3 separate regions of the Mus musculus genome follow, and all the other regions are linked to region 2. A link is a contact called in public promoter capture Hi-C data. All regions are on one chromosome and are shown on one strand. Each heading gives the region's core, a stretch centred on a gene start, on an enhancer-like site or on the middle of the called end of the contact. The rest is flanking DNA. Distances are from core to core; before and after follow the strand shown.

The links. Promoter capture Hi-C pulls out the DNA fragments that hold promoters and counts their contacts.
Region 1: a promoter capture Hi-C map of hippocampal neurons shows a contact between it and region 2, with 3 times the contacts expected there. The contact joins the promoter of Ly96 here to the promoter of Gdap1 in region 2. A contact is called at or near these places in 6 of 39 promoter capture datasets (cranial neural crest, embryonic stem cells, hippocampal neurons and 2 more) and 1 of 115 datasets of contacts at active chromatin or transcription factors (embryonic stem cells).
Region 3: a promoter capture Hi-C map of second pharyngeal arch cranial neural crest shows a contact between it and region 2, with 2.3 times the contacts expected there. The contact joins the enhancer-like site here to the promoter of Gdap1 in region 2. A contact is called at or near these places in 5 of 39 promoter capture datasets (embryonic stem cells, second pharyngeal arch cranial neural crest and stem cell-derived epiblast-like cells) and 1 of 9 other capture datasets (embryonic stem cells).

The regions. Positions count from the first base shown.
Region 1 is chr1:16,686,959-16,689,918 of GRCm38.p6, forward strand. Ly96 (lymphocyte antigen 96) reads left to right here and starts at 1,498. Exons shown (of 5, transcript NM_016923.2): 1 at 1,498-1,661. The coding sequence starts at 1,550.
Region 2 is chr1:17,143,861-17,146,850 of GRCm38.p6, forward strand. Gdap1 (ganglioside-induced differentiation-associated-protein 1) reads left to right here and starts at 1,513. Exons shown (of 6, transcript NM_010267.3): 1 at 1,513-1,728. The coding sequence starts at 1,612.
Region 3 is chr1:17,449,716-17,452,672 of GRCm38.p6, forward strand. No RefSeq gene overlaps it. Among named protein-coding and RNA genes, the nearest start is that of Pi15, 150 kb to the right of the region's middle. Within about 2 kb of position 1,651, at least 46 of the 459 cell types and tissues checked have an H3K27ac peak or open chromatin away from gene starts, as enhancers often do. A contact at or near this core is called in second pharyngeal arch cranial neural crest, where this site is marked.

The DNA of each region.
Region 1 (2,960 bases), core at 248-2,747, 460 kb before region 2:
CCCTACCCAAATAATGCACCTAGCAATCTGGAACATCCACCTGGGTGGGGCTATCATATCTCTTCTCTGAACAATGGGATAGGTATGTCTCCCCTGACAACCATCAGACTTAGACACTTTCTATTCTCATGTGTTCCAACATTTACAGTACGAAGAGTGGACAATCCCAACTGGCCTGATCTGGATTTGGGTATGTGCTCAATATGGTAAACCATCCTATAAGGAAGAATCTATTTACCATATTATGCTAATGCATATTTGGGTGTGTATATAATTATACATTATATAATTATTATTTGGGTCCATTATGGAAATGGGCATATATAGTAGGAAAAATATTAAATGACATAATCTATTGATCAAAATAAAGAACCATCAAAACTATGCCCCTTGATTCAAGTGCCTCCTTCCTTTAGGCTTGATGAAAAGAGGCCCCTCACAGTCACCCAGTGGCCGGGAGTATCCTCAGGTGACCCATTGCTCTCACAGTATGCTCTGATCTTTCTATTGTTTTGCTTTAAATACAATTGCCTTGCTACCTTAACAGTTCTTAGTGAGCAGTTGAGTGTCACCACTAGAACCGGATTGTAGGCCACAGCTGTAAGCCTTCTTGGCTGCTAACCCTAAAGTAAGAGTCTGTAAAAGCCGTGCAGCTGAAGGAAGCACACTTTTCTAAAGTAGTCTTTGAATGAAATACACGCCAGAACAAAACAGCTTTTTCTTTCTTTTTTTTTTTTTTTTTTTAATTACTGGAACTCACACTTTTACCTCAAGATGCTACTCTGTGGAAGAGCTCTAGAGTCCAGCACCAACCCCACCCCCAACTCAACACTATTGCCTCAAGTTCAACCTTCCTTTTGAGTGCATTCTCAAAACTGGTGAGGTCCCAGCTGGGAATTGCTACTGACCCCGTGTAGGGGTCATCTTGCCTGTCTGTTTTGTGGCTGAACCTGTTTGTACTTGAGTAGAAATTGAGAGGGGGTAGGGGAGAGAAATCAGCTTAGATAGCTAGATGCAGCTTTCTAGGTCAGGAGAAACCGTTGTATGAGGAGGAGTGTGTGGGAGGGAGTGGCCAGCACACAGAAAAGTAGTATACCGGTGGACTTTCTTTCTTGAGACAGGATCTCACCTTATAGCTCTGGCTGTCCTGGAACTCACTATCTGGAGAAGGCTAACCTGGAACTCACAGAGATCCGCCTGTCAAGTACTGGGTGTGTGTACTACGGCTAGTGGACTTCCTTTTAAGTAAGGGTTTCCTGTAAGGCAGCTAATTGTCTCCCTGAAAATGTGCTGTTTTAAAGTGCTGGATACTTTAGTTTACACTGAGTATTAAGAAACAGTATATTCTAAGTCATTTTTTTCTTCTCTTGCCTTACAGGAAGTGCTCAGATATGAAAACAAATGCACAGTCACACATGCAAATAAAAAGAGGAAGCAGTTGGATGGGAGCTTCCAAATCACATGACTGCTGACTAAGTTAAATCTGTCCTCCTTACTGTCGAGTCCGATGGTCTTCCTGGCGAGTTTAAAGTATCGGAGATATTAAATCATGTTGCCATTTATTCTCTTTTCGACGCTGCTTTCTCCCATATTGACTGAATCTGAGAAGCAACAGTGGTTCTGCAACTCCTCCGATGCAATTATTTCCTACAGTTATTGTGGTAAGTGGCCCGGCAACAAAGAGCTGCGGCGCCAACTATTTCGAGAGAAAGTTTCCACTGAACCTGAAGCTGGAGGGCTGGCAGGAACGCTGCTCCAGCAGTGAGCCCGCTGCGGTGTGGGGTGGGGGTGGAGCAATGCCGACCACTTCCGGGTGCGGATCATCCTTTCCCTCTCCCAACCCCCCCCCCCCCCCCCGCGTTTCCCCAGGACCTCTGAATTGCTTTTTACCTCTGTTGCTGTCTTGTGGTTAAGCTCTCTCCACTCGGAGCTCGGTTTCAGGTTCTTCTTAGTTCTAGTTTGCTTCTGAGTACCAGCCCCGACACAAACTGGTTCCTCTTGAGGAGGCTAACCCACAGTGCTTCCTGGTGGGGTTGTAGCTCCAGCCTGTGGTCCTAGAGTGCTCTTGGAAGCATCCTTCTTCCTCCCCAACTGTGTGACCTTGAGCAAAATACTTAGACATTCTCAGCCTCACTTTTTTTTTAATTTGCAAAATGAAAGTTATTTTAGAATTCACTGTATGAGTCACTTGACAAATAATGATTTTATTTGATTTCGAATAGTGATTTTTAGATTTATGCAGTAATTATTACTCTATTGAAATCTGTTTTGAGACAGGGTCTTTCTATATAGCTGTAACTACCTGGAATTCACTATATAGGACAGGCTGGGTTGGAAATCATAGAGATCTGCCTGCCTCTACCTCCTGGAATTAAAGGCATACGTTGCCACGCCCAGCTTATTTTATTATTTTTTTCAAAGTATCACTATATAACATTGGCTGGCCGGGAACTCATAGAGATTGATACATATGCCTCTGCCTTTTGAGTTATTTGCTTATTTTTTTGAGACAGTGCCTTATTCTGTAGTACAGGCTGCCTAGAACTGACTATATAGCTTATGCTAGCCTCAAACTCATGCTCCCCGTTGCCTCGACCTCTCCAGTGCTAGAGTTGCAGATATTTTTCAGCTGAGCTAAACTCTGGTGCCATTGGATCATAGTTAACGCTATGGCCACATTACAACTTGTCATTAACAAATGCCTGGGACCAGAAAACCTAGTACAGGGCTTGAGAGCTGTTTCAATCTGTTTCCTCTTTCTGCTGCTCGCTCCGTTAGTTGTCCATTTTCTGCCCCTTCTAGGAATGTCTTCGTGGCTGGAAGGTGGTGCCTTCCAAAATGACAGTTCTAGGAAAAGCAAGATCATAGCCTAGTTGTCTGAAAGTGGAGCAGGGAATTTATAAATGTACTTTGAGAACTCCTGCATTGCAAATTGGTTATTTTGGGGGACTGGCTTGTCC
Region 2 (2,990 bases), core at 263-2,762:
CCTCCATTGGGAGCCCTGTGATCCATCCATTAGCTGACTGTGAGCATCCACTTCTGTGTTTGCTAGGCCCCGGCATAGTCTCACAAGAGACAGCTACATCTGGGTCCTTTCGATAAAATCTTGCTAGTGTATGCAATGGTATGCCCATGGTATTTCTTTAAGTGAGTTATTAATGTCCTTCTTAAAATCCTCTACCAGAATCATGAGATATGATTTTACATCCGAATCTTGCTGTTTTTGGTGTGTAGGGCTATCCAAGACTTGCTGGATGAAGGCACGAAGGTACCTTGTCCAAGAAGGTCTGTTGCTTCTGTGGCCTGTGTGCTCTCCTGCATGGACCTCCCTCAGATGGACCCCAGATAAAAAATGTCGATCACACCTGAATTCCAAGGGCTGGGCCCTTGCTGTAGGCAAGCCCTTCTTTTGTGGGGAAGGTACACAGAGGACTGAGGGTCAGCTCTTCCTACTGGCTGAGGATGAAGGCCCAAAATGATCCTGTCCAAGAAGCTCTGTTGCTTCTGAGGCCCGTGATCTCCTGTGCGGCCCCCTTCTGAGAGACCCCCTGAATAGAAAATCAAGATAAAAATTCTTAAGAAGAGTGCTCTCTAGTTCGCATTTGCATTTGCCTGACTTCCACATACTGGTCATAGAACCCCTTTGTTATAGAGCAGCTTTGTCATGGCACTAATCCTTGGCAACCCTGTCCACAGTGAGTCTTTGGTCAGATCATGTCTTGGTCACATGATGCCGATGTCAGTGTGAATGAATGTCTTCCTCTTTTTCCTTATATGTATATTATTTCCAAATCCTACCTGATTAGTCTTTATGTGCATCTGCACTCCAGAACGGGACGTCAGACAATCTGAGCTGCCATGTGGTTGCTGGAAATTTAACTTAGGACCTTTGGAAGAGCTCCTAACCACCAACTCATCTCTCCAGACCCATAAAGACACTATTTTTAAGGCCTTGTGAGTAGTATTGCCATTTCGTTTACTGTCTTATTTATCTACTCAGTTCTCACAAAAAGCTTACAGATTAAATAAAATAATCTCTATTTCAAAAATGAAAACAGCAGGACATGATCTCAGGTATTTCTGATATGAACATTCACACTTAATCAATAGGCACTTTTACATTACCATTGTTGATTTATTTGTAAAATACATACTTTGTATTCCATTGTAATATATTCTAATGAAAATTAATTGATACTTAATTTTATTTCTTTGCTCTCTAGAACTCTCCCACCTAAGTAAAAACCCTGAATGTCTTGTGAAACTGGTGCTTTTATGCCCAAGCAACGTCCAAGGCCCAGGAGTATTATTTGCTGTTATCATTTTTCCTTGCCTTAAAAGCCAGACAGTCATATTTTAGAAAATTTCTCTACCTAAAAGTCATCCCATTACATCTCACAGATGATCTCTTAAGGGCCTCAGCCGACTAGGCAGCACAGCATCCTTGGGGAGAAACTACATTTCCCAGAAGCCAGTTCGACCGTAGAGGAAGTCCTTTACGCAACAGGGGGCCTTGAGAAACCAAGGATGCTTGCTGCAGCAAGTGTCTGCAGAGAGCAGGCCAACCCATAAAGCTGCCTGAGTCCTTTCATGCGAAATGGCTCGGAGGCAGGACGAGGCGCGGGCCGGTGTGCCCCTGAGGGTTGAAGGCCCGCCGGACAAGGAGGTCCACCTCATTCTGTACCACTGGACGCACTCCTTCAGCTCTCAAAAGGTAACGGCCTGTAGTCAAGGGCTGCACTCGGTTTCAGCACCAGGACAGCTCCCCGGGCGTGCCTTGTGGGCCTCCAAGCGGCCGGACCCCGGGGGTGCATTCAGAACTGGGGTGCACTAAGTGCACCAGCGGAAATGAGATGATTCGGGAAGGCAGTGACTCAGGTACTGCCACTCAGGAAGCGCCACTAAGAAGCGTCGCGTTCCGCATTTGGCCTAGAGGTTTTGTCCTGGAAAGTGAGAGAAGGGGTTCCTTCCTGCAACCCCTTGATCTACTTTACTCCTAACCCCCAGAAAGAAGGAAGGAAAGAAAGAAAATAAGTAAATTATAGTTTTGAGACAGGGTCTCAAGGTGCAACCCTGCCCAAACAACCTGACCTGTAGACCAAGTTGGCTTGAATTCATGGGAACCTTTTTATCTCCACTCCTCTACTTTTGGGATTGCAGTCTTGGTTCACCATGACAGGCTCTTCCTTAAAAATAGATAGATAGATAGATAGATAGATAGATAGATAGATAGATAGATAAGGAAAGAAAGAAGTTAGGTGTTTAAACTCAGAGACAGAGTCCTTGTCTAGCAGGCCCAAGGTTTGGTAATGCCTAGCATTTAAGGGGTATGCGGTGTGGGGGCAAGACAAATTCATATAAAGGCACCACCTCTCACCAAGGGAATGAAAATGCTTTTATATTCCCAAATTTGCATTCTTTATCAAAGGTGCAAACATATATTTGTACTTAAGGTGGTTCTCTTTTGGATTCCCTAGAGCTGGAGTTACACGCCCTGTGAATCACCCAGGGTGGATGCAGGGGGTCAAGAGCAGTACATTTTTTCAAACCAGTGGTTCCCAGTCTTCCTAGTGCTTCAACCCTTTAATATACTTCCTCATGTTGTGGGGGAACACAACCATAAAATTATTTTCATTGCTATGCATAACTGTAAATTTGCTGCTGTTATGAATTGTAATGTAAATATCTAATATGTAGGACATTTGATATGTGCTTCCTGTGAAAGGTTCGATTGACCCTCAGGTTGAGAACCACTGCCTTAACTGCTATGCCAGCTCTTCAGTCCTGTACATCCGGGGAGAACACATAGTTTGGTTTAAGGCACAAAGATCACAGTGGTGATGAGGAAAGAACAACTGTAATGAAGACAAAATAATTTTCATCCCTGTTATTTTCTTCTGTAATGCTGTCAGTAAGCTGCCAGAATACTTATTTATTCCTTCTAGGAACAGACTTCGTGCAGTGAACTTGTAAAGT
Region 3 (2,957 bases), core at 401-2,900, 310 kb after region 2:
GCCTATATACTTCTGTGTACCCCTTCAATGTTAATAAGCTTCTTTTTGTGAGTATCTCACAATACAGATGATTTTTCTTAGTGATACAACTCTCTTGCTCAGGTACTTCAGTACTAATTACAGTTTTTTTTTTTCTTATTATCTAAGGCTGATTGAAGTGGTTCATTCATTGAATCTCATATATTTTGTCTTTTTGTTTTTATAATCTTTTTTTCTCTAGTGCAATTTTAGAAGAAGTTTAGGAAACATAAGAGATACATACATCTTGCCAATATGCCATATTTTACATTGTATTCGTTATATATCATTATTTTCTTTCTTTTATATTGCTAGGGTTGGGCTCAGGAACTCATAGATGCTTGGCAAATGCTGGACTGCTGGTAGAGAACTTAAGCCCTGTGATCTGTTTTCCATGATCAGGAAATGCAGAGCAGGACAATTAGGTTATCAACACATCCAGCAGCTAATGATAATACTGAGATCTCATGCACACAGTCTCATCACTCCTGAAACAGTCAGACTGCCCAAGATGGGTACCAGCTGCCCATACTTATTTAGTAGAAGGTGTCAGAATCAATGAGGCCACTATTACAAAAGAGTTTGATTGACTACAGTTCCTGATCTCATTTCTAACTTAGAAATATTCTAAGAAATCCAGCACAACATGTGACAGGAAAAGCATTTTCACTGGGATTTTCTCCCTGCTGTCACCTACCCAGCTAAAATACAATACAGACATTTGTCCTACTGACATTACAAGAACTGAATGTTCTACCATATGGTTCAAGTTGACCATATGTGTACTAGCCCTTTCTCCCTACCCTATTCAAAGAATGTAGAACCTTCAAATCACACAGTATCTGCAATTTAGTCATTTTCATGTGGAGAACAGGATGTAGTTTTTTTCCCTTAATACTTTTTTTTCCCTTAATACTGTTACCCTGAGTGAGTTTGTGGGCTTCCTGTGGCCCTGACTGTTGCTTTTTGGGACTCTACCTAAGGCACTGATCTTTCTATAGATGGTTTCTAAGATTTAAATGGAAAAGGCTTTAGTAAAATGTAGAGGCATTTCCTGCAGTCAAGGGATACAACTTCAAGCAGGAAGAAAGCAGGGCAGGGTAAAGGGTAAAAAAAAAAGACCATGTCAGATTCAATTTCTAAGAAAAGCTGCTTTTGTTTTGATAGCAGTAATGTCCCTTTGGTTTAAAGTTTCCAGCTATCAAAACAAGCTGCAGTCCATAGCACACGGACTTCTTTCCACTACAGGGAAAGCAGATTCCTGTGCAAAAGAGTCCTAATAAAAATAGGTTTACAGAGAAAGTTAGGCCTGTAAAGGGTAGAAATCAGCAAAAACAATTTATACTTCTTAAAATTCAGGAGAAAATCAAGGTTATGTAGCATACATAATATACTATCTATCCCCAGGACTAAGATATTATCAGAAAACTGAATTATAAATATATGAAATTTAATAGAAGATGCCCCAAAGATGAGGGCAAGAGAAAGAAATAATTTATCACAGCACAATACAGAATATCCATCCTATGTGTTAACAGTTCACCAAGGCGGCTTGTTCTGTACTTGGTATGAGGTTTGTGCAGGAAGTATTGTCTGGCAACAAAGCCAGGGCAGGATCCAACTTGAACATCTAAGTCATTTCACAAGGAAATGTGAAATTGTAGAACCATGTGGGTGGGCAGTGGACTTGACTGGACTCTCATTTATTAAACAAACATAGACTTGAGTAGCTGAGCTTCTCAGGATGTTAGCAGTGGCAAATGCCAAGCTAGTGCTTAGGTGAGGTGGGATATAATAAATCTCCAAGAGCAGGCCTCTTCAAATATCCTTTTGTGAATTTTATAATCTAACCAATCTAAGTGAAACAAAGTGTGCTTGTTATGCAGTATAGCTTCAGAATGAAGCAATTAGTTTCCTCTTTCAAAAACCTGTCTACCACTAAGTTCCTCTAATCTAATACCTAAGATTTTGCAAAATGTTTCTTCTCAGTGAAAACAGATGACAAGGAGCCTTTATATATGTGCAACCTCTCCTATTGTTCCACTTGCTGGTAGCTAGAGTAGGTAAAGAAAGTCGTAGTTTATTAACTCAAACATATTAGTGGCCTTTCTCTACACAAAGGATAAACAAGCTGAGAGAGAAATTAGGGAAACAACACCCTTCACATTAGTCACAAATAATAAATTAGTCACCTCTGTGTGACTCTAACTAAGGAAGTGAAAGATCTATATAATAAGACTTCAAGTCTCTGAAGAAAGAAATCACAGAAGATCTCAGAAGATGGAAAGATCTCCAATGCTCATGGATTGGCAGGATTAATATAGTAAAAATGGCTATCTTACCGAAAACAATCTACAGATTCAATGCAATCCCCATCAAAATTCCAACTCAATTTTTCACAGAGTTAGAAAGGACAATTTGCAAATTCACCTGGAACAGCAAAAAACCCAGGATAACAAAAACTATTCTCAACAATAAAAGAACCTCTGGTGGAATCACCATGCCTGACCTCAAGCTGTACTACAGAGCAATTGTGATAAAAACTTCATGGTACTGGTGCGACAGACAGGTAGATCAATAGGATAGAATTGAAGATGCAGAAATGAACCCACACACCTATGGTCACTTGCTCTTTGACAAAGGAGCTAAAACCATCCAGTGGAAAAAAAGCCAGCATTTTCAACAAATGTTGCTGGCTCAACTGGTGGTTATCATGTAGAAGAATGCGAATTGATCCATTCTTATCTCCTTGTACAAAGCTCAAGACTAAGTGGATCAAGGAACTCCAAATAAAACCAGAGACACTGAAATGTATAGAGGAGAAAGTGGGGAAAAGCATCAAAGATACGGACACAGGGGAAAAATTCCTGAACAGAACAGCAATAACTTGTGTTATAAGATCGAGAATCAACAAATGGGACCTCATAAAATTGCAAAGC